2 separate regions of the Macaca mulatta genome follow, and region 2 is linked to region 1. Evidence: chromatin contacts called from public Hi-C data. All regions are on one chromosome and are shown on one strand. The core of a region is the stretch at or near the end of the contact, and the rest is flanking DNA. Distances in the headings are between cores, read along the strand shown. Region 1 has its middle 52 kb from the start of ZBTB14. Region 2 holds the start of ZBTB14 (zinc finger and BTB domain containing 14).

Region 1 (4,655 bases), core at 1,205-3,704:
ATATCTATATGTAAACCATACTTCTAAAAGTATGTATCTGGATCAACAGATATAAAACTATACTTAATAAAACAGACATGATAATGATTAACCCAAATCTCAGGTTAGTGGTTAACTCTGTAAAGATGGGATAAGGGAATAACAGTAAGTTCAACAATCTAGGTCTTCATATAGGTCATAGATTCAGGAGTGTTTGATTATGTTTCATTACTTAAAAACAGACATTTCATATCTATTGAAGATCTGTCATATATCTGGCAACATGTTGTTTTAAAATTTTATTTTCTAATATATACCTACAAAATAATATATGTAGCTATCATTAGTCAACGGCAGGCACATCCTGAGTGTTTTGAGCACGACTGCCTAGTCTTGTATTTGGGTTCATAAAATTCATATAAATTATAAAGGACAAAGTAAGAGTTCATTTTGGCTTTGAAACTTTAAATGGCATTTTGATACTACCTTTAGCTCGAGATAAATTCCATAAATTATACTGACTCGGTAGATGGCTTTCCTTTTTTAGAAGAGTTGAATGTAATGACATGTTCCTTTTTCCTCAGCAAAGAAAATAACATCTAGCTATAAAGGAACAAGCATATACTACATGTTCTTCAGATTGAGCCTCGGATCTGAAGCGCAGTCTTATTTAACCTCTGCATGTATCCTTTCTTCCATTTAAACATTTGTTAAAAAATTGAAAGCATTTCTATTTTCTTAAGTTTTTCTTTCATTTAATGTCTTTTTTAATTTAAAGAGTTTATTTGAGCATCTAGTGATTCATGAATCAGTCAGCACTACACCACAAGCAGTTCAGTGCTCCACTGTGGAGGCAAAAAGGGACAACTTTTCTAAGGTGTTTGCAGACACAAAACAAATAAAATATTTGGTTAAATTGGAAAGTCCCTAGTGAGAAGCTGGTTGACAGTTTCTAGTTGGTTAAGCTTAAGTTTTGTTTTCTGGATTTAATGTCTTGTTTCTATAATTATAAAATGAATACAGTCACTTCAAAAACCTAGAAATGTGTAAAGGTAAAATTTTCCACAATCCCCCATCCAAAGATAACTACTTTTTTGCGTATGACTTTGTTCTTTTTCAAAATACACGTTTTAAATAATTGATACCAAAATGCATCTTGTTTATTGGGCTTTTGAAACTGTTATAACACAATTTATAACATTGGAAATACATTATTAATATAAAGTTGTTTCCATAGTAAAATAACAAATTAATTAAGTCAGAATGAAACGTACCATATACACGTAAACGACAAATGAAAACTTCTGTCAAAGTATCCTTATCTCTAAAAAGCCACAAATTACATTCTTTGAAGTAAATGTTGGGTTTTATTTCCTAAACTGTACACATCAATGTCACCTCCTTAAGCTTCTTACCCAGTTTCATCATGGGTATTTCTGACATGCAATGATCCATGCTGTCAACCTCTGAATGCCTTGTTTGGATACAGGCAGACAAAGACTTGGAGACCCAGAAGCCTGAAAGTGGTTCTTGACAGACTTTGTCCACTCAAATTAAGGTATCATGCAGTTGGTCATCACTCACATTGCTGGTTGCACGCAGGCACACACACACCAATGCTCACAGCCAGCACCTGTAAGAGTGGCTGAGCTGGACCAAATGGTATGCGTGCCTTTCATCAATATAAACATGGACTGCATTCATCTGGACACGGGACTTTCCCACCTACCGAGCCTGCCCACCACCCGAAGTTTAAGCTCATCTTGGAAGACCTGACACTCAGCAAGCTGTCTCCCATTGTTCCACCGGCTTGCTGGCCCCAGTGTCTGTATAAGCTGCTGATTTGCCTTCGGAAAACAAACCAGCATCGATTTCAGACAAATTACTGGAAAATCTGCGCCGTGAGGCGCCTAGCTCGCAAGGGGGCACTCCGCAAATGACAGCCGCTCCCGTGCACTGGTCCAGCCATTCGGTTGGCATCCTGTCCGGGTGGAAGGCGGCCAAAATAATCCATTTGGAAGGCACGGAGGGCTTCGTTAGAAATTGCCTTCTTGTAGCTATGAGACCTTGGGCAAAACAGATAAGAACTGGGGCTATGGAAACATACGACTAGGAGGTATTTTGGGGAAGAGAGCGGGGCCTAGCGGGGAGAAAGCCAACTTCACGCACAGCGCAGGGGAACGCTTTGCCTTTAACCACCTGCGGGCCCGCCCCGCGGAGGGAGCCCTCCGGAAGTGAGCGCACGCAACCGCAAAGGCAGATTCCTACGCCGAGCGCGGCCCTCTCTCTTCCGGCTTTGCCTTCGCTCCCTAGCTTTTTTCCTTTCACTCCCGCTCGCCGACTCCAGCCCGCTGGGCTCTCGCTCTCCTGGCCACTAATCCAATCCCGGCACACCCGCCCGACGGCGCTCGAAGCTAGGCCTGGCCTTGTCCGCAGAGTCGGTCCCTCGCCGCCACCGGGATCCGCCCCCGCGCTGACAGGCACTTCCGGCAACACCGCGGCCGGGGAGCGAGGCCTGCGGTGCGGTGCGGTGCGGTGCGGTGCGGTGCGGGGCGGGATGGACGCGTTGGCTGTCATGATGCGGGACCTGCTGACCCAGAACCGTGCCCAGCGCAGGGAGAACAACGAGCTCGCGGACCGGGTCCGGCGGCTGCTGTGCGAGAAAGCCTACCTGCTGGGCCGGGGACGTTCGCCGGCCCACCTGGGGGCTTTCCCGAGACGTTTAACGGCGACTCTGCCCTGCCTCCCAACTTTTTGATGCAGGCGTTCTCTTACATGACTTTCTTCGAGGCTAGACATCCTGAAGGCGGCTTTGTTAATTGGCTGCCTCACCGGCTGGCGGAGCAGTGGGTAGTCCCGTACATCGAGAGGGAGAGCCCCCTCCTGGCTCAGTACGAGGGCTTCGGGGACGCGCTGTAGCGGGCCCTGGCCGTTATAGGTAGGAAAGAGTCGGGCTGGATCCCCAGGGTCCGGGGAGAGGCCACGGCCCGGGCCCGCGCGAGCCACTTCACTCCCACAAGTCCAGCTCACCAGTTCCAAGCTGCTGGACTCTGACCCTCGCTGGGAAGCTTGATCGCCGCCTGTTCTCGCCAGTCTCTATGCCTTTGCACTGCCCAGCAACCCGGCCACTGCCCAGGACCTGTTAAAAATGGAATGGACCTCCCAGAATCACGCTCCTGCCACCGCCGTTTCTAGAGACGGCTTTTGACCACCTTTGAGAATCAGGGTCAAACTTGGAAGGGCTTGCATTTGGCACAGCTGGGACACTGATTTGGATAGTTTAGGCCCAGAGACAGCTTCTGGGTTAGTGTTCCAGAGAACACTGATGAAAAATTGTGACATTTTCCTTCCCCAAAACTACTACGTTTTATACATTTCACATCTCTCCTGAAATCACAGCAGTGTCAGTTTGCGCCTTTTGGTCTGAGGAACCCAGGCCCTAGCCACTACCAGGAAAAAGTACTTTTAAAACTTGAATCTGTATCTTTACCATATGCCCAATACAGTAGTCCTTGGAAGAAACAGATTAAGAGAAATATGTATGTCTTCAAGAACACTTACGTTCTGAGAAAGAATTCTGAATACAGATTCTAATGTAAAATGCTTTAGAGTGTAAAGAATGCATGTATGATTCTTACGGCATTTTAAACTTTCCACCCCACAGTTTTAAAGTATTAATATATGTTAATATATGCAATTTAGAAAGGAGACAGAAAGCCCAGCTTGAGCAGTTTTGATGTTCGCTGCCAAAGTTGGTATATTTAAAATTAAACATAGCTAATGGCAAAAAATAATGGGAATGGTGCAGTCTTTGAGCTATGTCTAGTTGGCATTATTCTCTTGTACTAAAAGGAATAGTATTAACTTCCTCGCTTTGGGTAAGCCACTTTACATTTTTGGGCTGCAGTTTTCTCGTAATTAGAGACATTATATTACTAAAGTTTGGTTCACAATTCTTTGAGTCTCTCATGGGAACAAAGAAGGTAAGAAGAGGATATGTGCCCTCCTCTCAAGGGGTTTCTTGAAACCCTCGAAAGAGAAAAATCTGAAACCTCCTTTCCTAAAATGTTCATGGGTTTGTCATTCTGATGATCGATATCGACCCACTGAAATATCTTCTTGAATTCCTAGTTAGAAATCTTTATGTTAAGATAAACTGATCACTCTTCCCTTCGTGGACAGTTTATCTACCTAAAGACGATGGGGAAAAACACTTTTTCAAAGACGAAATAAAGACATGTTGTAGCAGTTATGGTATTGCCAGTTAGTATTACAAAAGTTCCTGAGGAACTCCCCATTAACTTGACCTTATATGGACAACACTTGAGTCCTGTTTTTAAATTAAGTCTTGATCCTATTTGCTGACAGTTTCAAAGCAGCGTTTTTTTTTTTTTCCCATAGTAAAAAACCTACAGGATACCACCACCAAAAAAAAAAAAAAAAAAAAAAAATTTCAATAAACCTCACAAGAGCATACATTTGGTAGAATACAAGGATTTTCTAATGAAAGATCTTCACCATTTTATAAGTAAGAACATGAAAGTCAGTATCTCATAGAGATGTCTTTTGTTTGTTTTTTTGAGAAGGTACACAAGGCTTGCTTATAGATACGGAGTTACATGGAGGGACAGAAGGTCACTGGTCAGTGATTTTAGGTTTTTATACTTCTGAAAACA
Region 2 (4,955 bases), core at 2,165-4,664, 52 kb after region 1:
GTGACAGTGTGAGACACTGTCTTTAAAAAAAAAGAAACAGGTTCAAGGGAATGATCCTCTAGTCCTGTATGTTGCACCTACTCTTATTCCCTCTACTCTATGGAGGATTCAGCAAAATAATGAATTGTGTTATACCTCCTTGACAGAAGGAAAAAATCACTATTGCAGAACTAGAGAGGAACACTACTGCCAAGATATCCCATTGAGTGTTGTGTTCTAGTTTTTCCACAGCACTTTTGGGCCACTTCTAAATGAAGGTCAAAGTTTAATCTGACCTTAAGAGAATCAGATGACATTTGGGAAGTGGTTTTGTTGTCTCCAGATGCCAATCTACCGGCATCCAGATAAAAGTGCCATCAAACACCAGATGTACATACTTGATAAGTGCTGAGAGTATTTTATAACCAAAAATTTGGAACTGGCATGAAAGATCTCTGTCATCATGTTAAAAAACTGATCATCTTAAAGCATTCTCTATGTTTCCTTTTTAAAAACATTGTTTTACTTTTATTCGGCAAAGTATTTTCCCCCAAAGAGAAGTGTTCATGCACAATCAGAATTGGTAGATATATTTTAAAGCAAATGCCAGACATTTTCATCAAGATTTAATATCCAAAGTTATAGTTACCATGAACAACTCAGGCTAGTATCTTAATGCCTTAAACGCCAAAATCTTCAGATCAGAGTAACTCTGATCAGGAGCACGCCAGACCTACAGAGGAAAGGACAAACAAGAATGAGGTAGGATCTTCCGGTATCCCAAATCCTAAACCAAGAATTGATTTTTTTAAAATAAACTTTCTTGTTCCCTCTCTTGTGCATTTTCAGGTTGGGCAGGTAGGTGGGTGGCACATCAAGTGCAGTTCTGAACAGATATGGACTAGAACAGGTAAGGGCTGTAGCACTCGGGCCTAAAGGGGCTGCGCCCTAGGTACTGGAAGGAGGGGTTGGAGAACCATTAAGAGATTTCTCCTCACACACTAACCCCATGTCCATATTTGTACAGTTGTTGATGGCTACACAGATACAGAAAAAAACAAGTGCACCGTGCCCCCGACACTCATCCCATTTCCCGCTGGGTATGTTAGCCCTCTACATTTTTCTCTAGGCTCATATAAACCTGTAGAAGTATATACCTTTATAAATAAAGCTACAGAAGTACATAAACCCAACAGGTAACATGGGAGGAGAGGGAACAATGACTGCTTTTTTCTTTCTGCACCTGTGTGATGTATGAACAGTACACACATTTGTCTTTAAGACTGTATTTGAGAAATCCAGGTGTTTTTACCTCTATCCCTACAAGGGTGAAAGAATTTTAGCTTTTTTGTGAGTTTTAACTCTTACCGGAAGAACTCCATCCTGCAGACCCATATCCTGAAAAACAAAAAGTTTCCTCTACTGAACAGTGACCACACAGATAAGTGTTTGGTGTGGTAGGAGCAAAGGACTGGGCTGTAACAGTCTTAACACAAAATCCGTGGAACAAGGCTCCAACCCGGAGACCAACACCTTGAAACCCATAAGCTCCTTCTAAAGAAAAGTGAACGCACCGAGCTGCCCAGCGTAGAAGCGGGATGTCTCATCTGAAGTTTGAGGTTAGGCAACATTTCCAAAAGATGATTTTGAGTTGATCATTCTACGTGCTTCTGCCTCACTATTCCCTAGAAGCACCCAGGCCTGTAGTCATCCAGAGACTAGGCACCCCATGCAAAAACCTTACTATTGTAACACTTACTACTGTAGTCACTAACTCATCCTAGGGCTTGGGGGATAAAAGTGCATGGGACCAGGGAGAGGAGTGGCCTTAGAGTAGCTATGACAACATATCAATGTGTGTTTTTTTTTGTTTTTGGCTAGTGTGTACTTGGCCACCCATCCCTCTCCCCGCTCTCTCTCAAGATGTATGACACCTGGAAAGGAGACCATGTGTGTCCATCACGGCCTCCTCCCCGCCCCGCCCCCCTTGCCATTGAGAGGTTCCAATCGCTAAGTTCAGGTGAGTCAAAACTGGAAGACAGCTGTTGCCAGCATCTGTGTAGGCACATGTAGGAAAAGACGTAGCCCCAATACCACCTTCACAATAAGGCTGCCCCTTCCTAATTGCTCTCCAAACTGCGGGCGCGCTGAGCCGCGTTACAGTGCAGGGAGCCGGGCTTCCCGCAAAGCCAAAAACTTACATAAGCAGCTGCAGCCGCCTCCCCTGCCCCGGACAGCCCGACAATGGCGGCTGCACGACTTCCTTGTTGCAAGCTTGCAACTTCGGAGTGGGGAGGAAGCAGGGAGCTAAGAGCAGACCCAAGGAGCCCTCAAGGCGTATCGAGTCCTCGCTCTCAATTTCTTTGAGGCTGGGAGGTGGGGAGTGGATGAGGCCGTGCGCACTCCTTCCCAGACAAAAGCTCCCAGCCTGGGAGCCAGGTGGTGAAAGGGCCACTTTCCCTTTCATAATCAGACATCCAGCGCAGACTGGGGACCGCGGCTCGGAGCGCGCAAGGAGGGACTGCGGCCCGCGGCGGCCCCGGCGGCGCGACGAGCGGGAGCGGGCGTGCGGCCGGCTCCGCAGCCTCGCGCCGCGCCGCGCCGCGCCCCGCTCCGCCCGCGAGCCCGGAGCTCGCGCCCCGCGCACTCCCCGGCCAGCTCGCGCCGGGCCCTCCCCCGCCCTCCCGCGGCCGGGGGCGGGGGCGGCGCGCGGCCGGCTAACCTAGGCTCCGCGGGCGCACCCGGGAGTGCGTGCGCTGGGGTCCCGGCCCCCTCCTCTGCCGGCGGCTGGGGGCGGCGCGGTGGGGCCCGCGGCTCCGAGGGGCGGCGCCCGGCGGGCCGCGCTCCGCGCCAGGTTCGGGCCGTCCCCACCCCCACCGCGGTGCACTGCGGCGGTGCGAGCGGGGGCGGCCATGAACTCGGCCGCCGAGGCTCTGCGAGCGCGCGCGCGGGGCCGCCGCCGCCTAGCCGCTCCCCGAGCCCGCTCGCCGGCCCGCGCGGCCCCCAGGGCGCCCCGGCCCCACGCCCAGCCCCGGCCCACGCCCGTCCCCGCTCGCACCGCGCCGCGCCGCTGGCGGCCGCCGCACATCCTGGAGCTGGCTGGTGCCCCAGAGCTCGGCGAGAACGCGCGTCTTCCGGGCCGCCCCGCCAGCCGCCGGCCGCCCCCGCGCCCGCCTCGCGGACGGCCCCAGCCCCTTCCGCACCCTGGCCCGCGCTTACCTGCAGCCTGGCACAGCCACAGACACTGCCGTGGGTTCCCCGCGCTCGCTAGCAAACACAGGCCGGGACGGGATGGGCTCGGGGCGCGGGGGCACGGTGGGTGGCAGTGTGTTTTGGATTTTTTTTGGAGTTTGGGGAGGGGGCGGGGTGGGGGAAATCGTGCACGTCCCTGATGGTAGCAGCCCTCCTCCTGCACGAGCACAGAATGTCTAGCCGGCCGTGAACACCCCCACCGCCCCCCCCCTTCCCGTGCATGCGCGGTGCGGGCTGGGGGGAAGGCGCGCCGCCGGCTTGCGCAGGCACGGAACCCGACCGGGTCTCTAAGTGGGCGAGCAGAGAAAGGGTTAATCCGGGCCCTTGCCGACGCTTTCGTTGTAGACTACGGGGCCGCCCCCGGAGGGCCCTGGCCTGCGCACGCGCGCGCACGCGCGCGGTTTAGGGCGCGCGGAGCCCGCGCGCGGGAGAAGGAATGGGCGGGGCAAGGGCGGGGCTTAAGGAGCCGGGGAACTTAAGCACGAGCGCCGCTCGCGGGCACCCGCCCCTCCTCGAGCTCCCTCCAGCACTGACTCTTGGGCTCCCGCCCGCGCCCGGCGCCGGGGACGCGGGAGCCGGCGCTCCCGTGCGTGTGCATGTGCGTGGGCCAGAGCTGCCCCAGGGTGCGCGCAGGCTGGGCGCTGAGGCTGCGGGTCTCTGCTGCGGCTCGGAGCCGGCGCCCCGGCCACCTTCGCCCACCGCTCACACCGGCCGACACCGGGAGGCGCGCCCGCGGGCCTGCGGTCTTGCCTCTTGCCGCCGGCACATTGAGTTTGTAAGGGAGTGGACGGTGCACGATAAACATTTGCAGAACAAATGGAAAAAGTGACGTCTTCAATTTGTAGTGTAAAGCGCAACCCCAGTTGCCCAGCAGAAAGGGATCACCCATAGGGCTCTGGAGCTAGTAGGTCCGCGCCCAGACACTCCCAAGGAAAAGTCCCGGGGGCTGGAAGAGGCGACCCGTCTGTGGCAGTCGAGACCCTGGACTCCATTCAGAGAGCTCTGGTAACTCGGCTCTGCCCTTACATCCCTGCGCAGCGCTAGTAATGGCTCTGTTGCTGTTGAACCACGTCGCCTTCCCTCTGACGCGGCGGCTGTGCCTGTGCCTGGCGTCGGGAGCTGGGAAGTCCCTCCCGCTCCCGCGTTTTCTACTCACCGAGATACAGGAGGCCGGACAGCAATGCCGCGCCGCCTTAGCGTCGCTCCTGTTGCTTTACCTCACACGCGAACAGCGTTTCCCTGAAACGCGAAATTTAATATCTAAAAATTAGAGCAGAAGCTTCCTCCTAGGCTTATGTGAAGATGACATAAGATAATGCTTGCAACAGGCACCTAAGTAAACATTTGGGAAATAATATGATGATTGGCTGTATTAATTTTCTAAAGGAAGTTCTACATGGCCTCAGTTGATTTTGTAATATTAATCGACTTAGGTTTAACGTTCCCCAAGGTGAGTTTATACACATCTTTTCTGATGTTCACAAAGGCACCCAAGTTATGGCTTATATGGACGAAATAGGATGGAAGAGACCGGTTGTAGAGTCAGACATATCCAGTTCAAATATTGGGTAAATGGTTTACCTTCTCTAAACCTCAGCTGAAGCAGAGCTATGGAAAGCACCTAATAAGGCAGTTGTAAGGATTAAGTGAAATAATGCCCAGCTGAGTGCTTAGCTCAGGTATTAGCTCCATGATGGAAAATGACCTGCACCCACAGATAGTGG

The links. Hi-C and Micro-C count contacts between places; a contact is called where the count stands out from the background.
Region 2: a Hi-C map of liver shows a contact between it and region 1, with 2.6 times the contacts expected there. The contact joins the promoter of ZBTB14 here to the enhancer-like site in region 1. A contact is called at or near these places in 4 of 14 Hi-C or Micro-C datasets (CD4 T cells, cortical neurons, fetal cortex germinal zone and 1 more).

The regions. Positions count from the first base shown.
Region 1 is chr18:76,357,632-76,362,286 of T2T-MMU8v2.0, forward strand. No RefSeq gene overlaps it. Among named protein-coding and RNA genes, the nearest start is that of ZBTB14, 52 kb to the right of the region's middle. Within about 2 kb of position 2,455, at least 25 of the 40 cell types and tissues checked have an H3K27ac peak or open chromatin away from gene starts, as enhancers often do. A contact at or near this core is called in liver, where this site is marked.
Region 2 is chr18:76,408,573-76,413,527 of T2T-MMU8v2.0, forward strand. ZBTB14 (zinc finger and BTB domain containing 14) reads right to left here and starts at 3,415. Exons shown (of 3, transcript NM_001265870.1): 1 at 3,199-3,415; 2 at 629-712. The coding sequence starts at 631.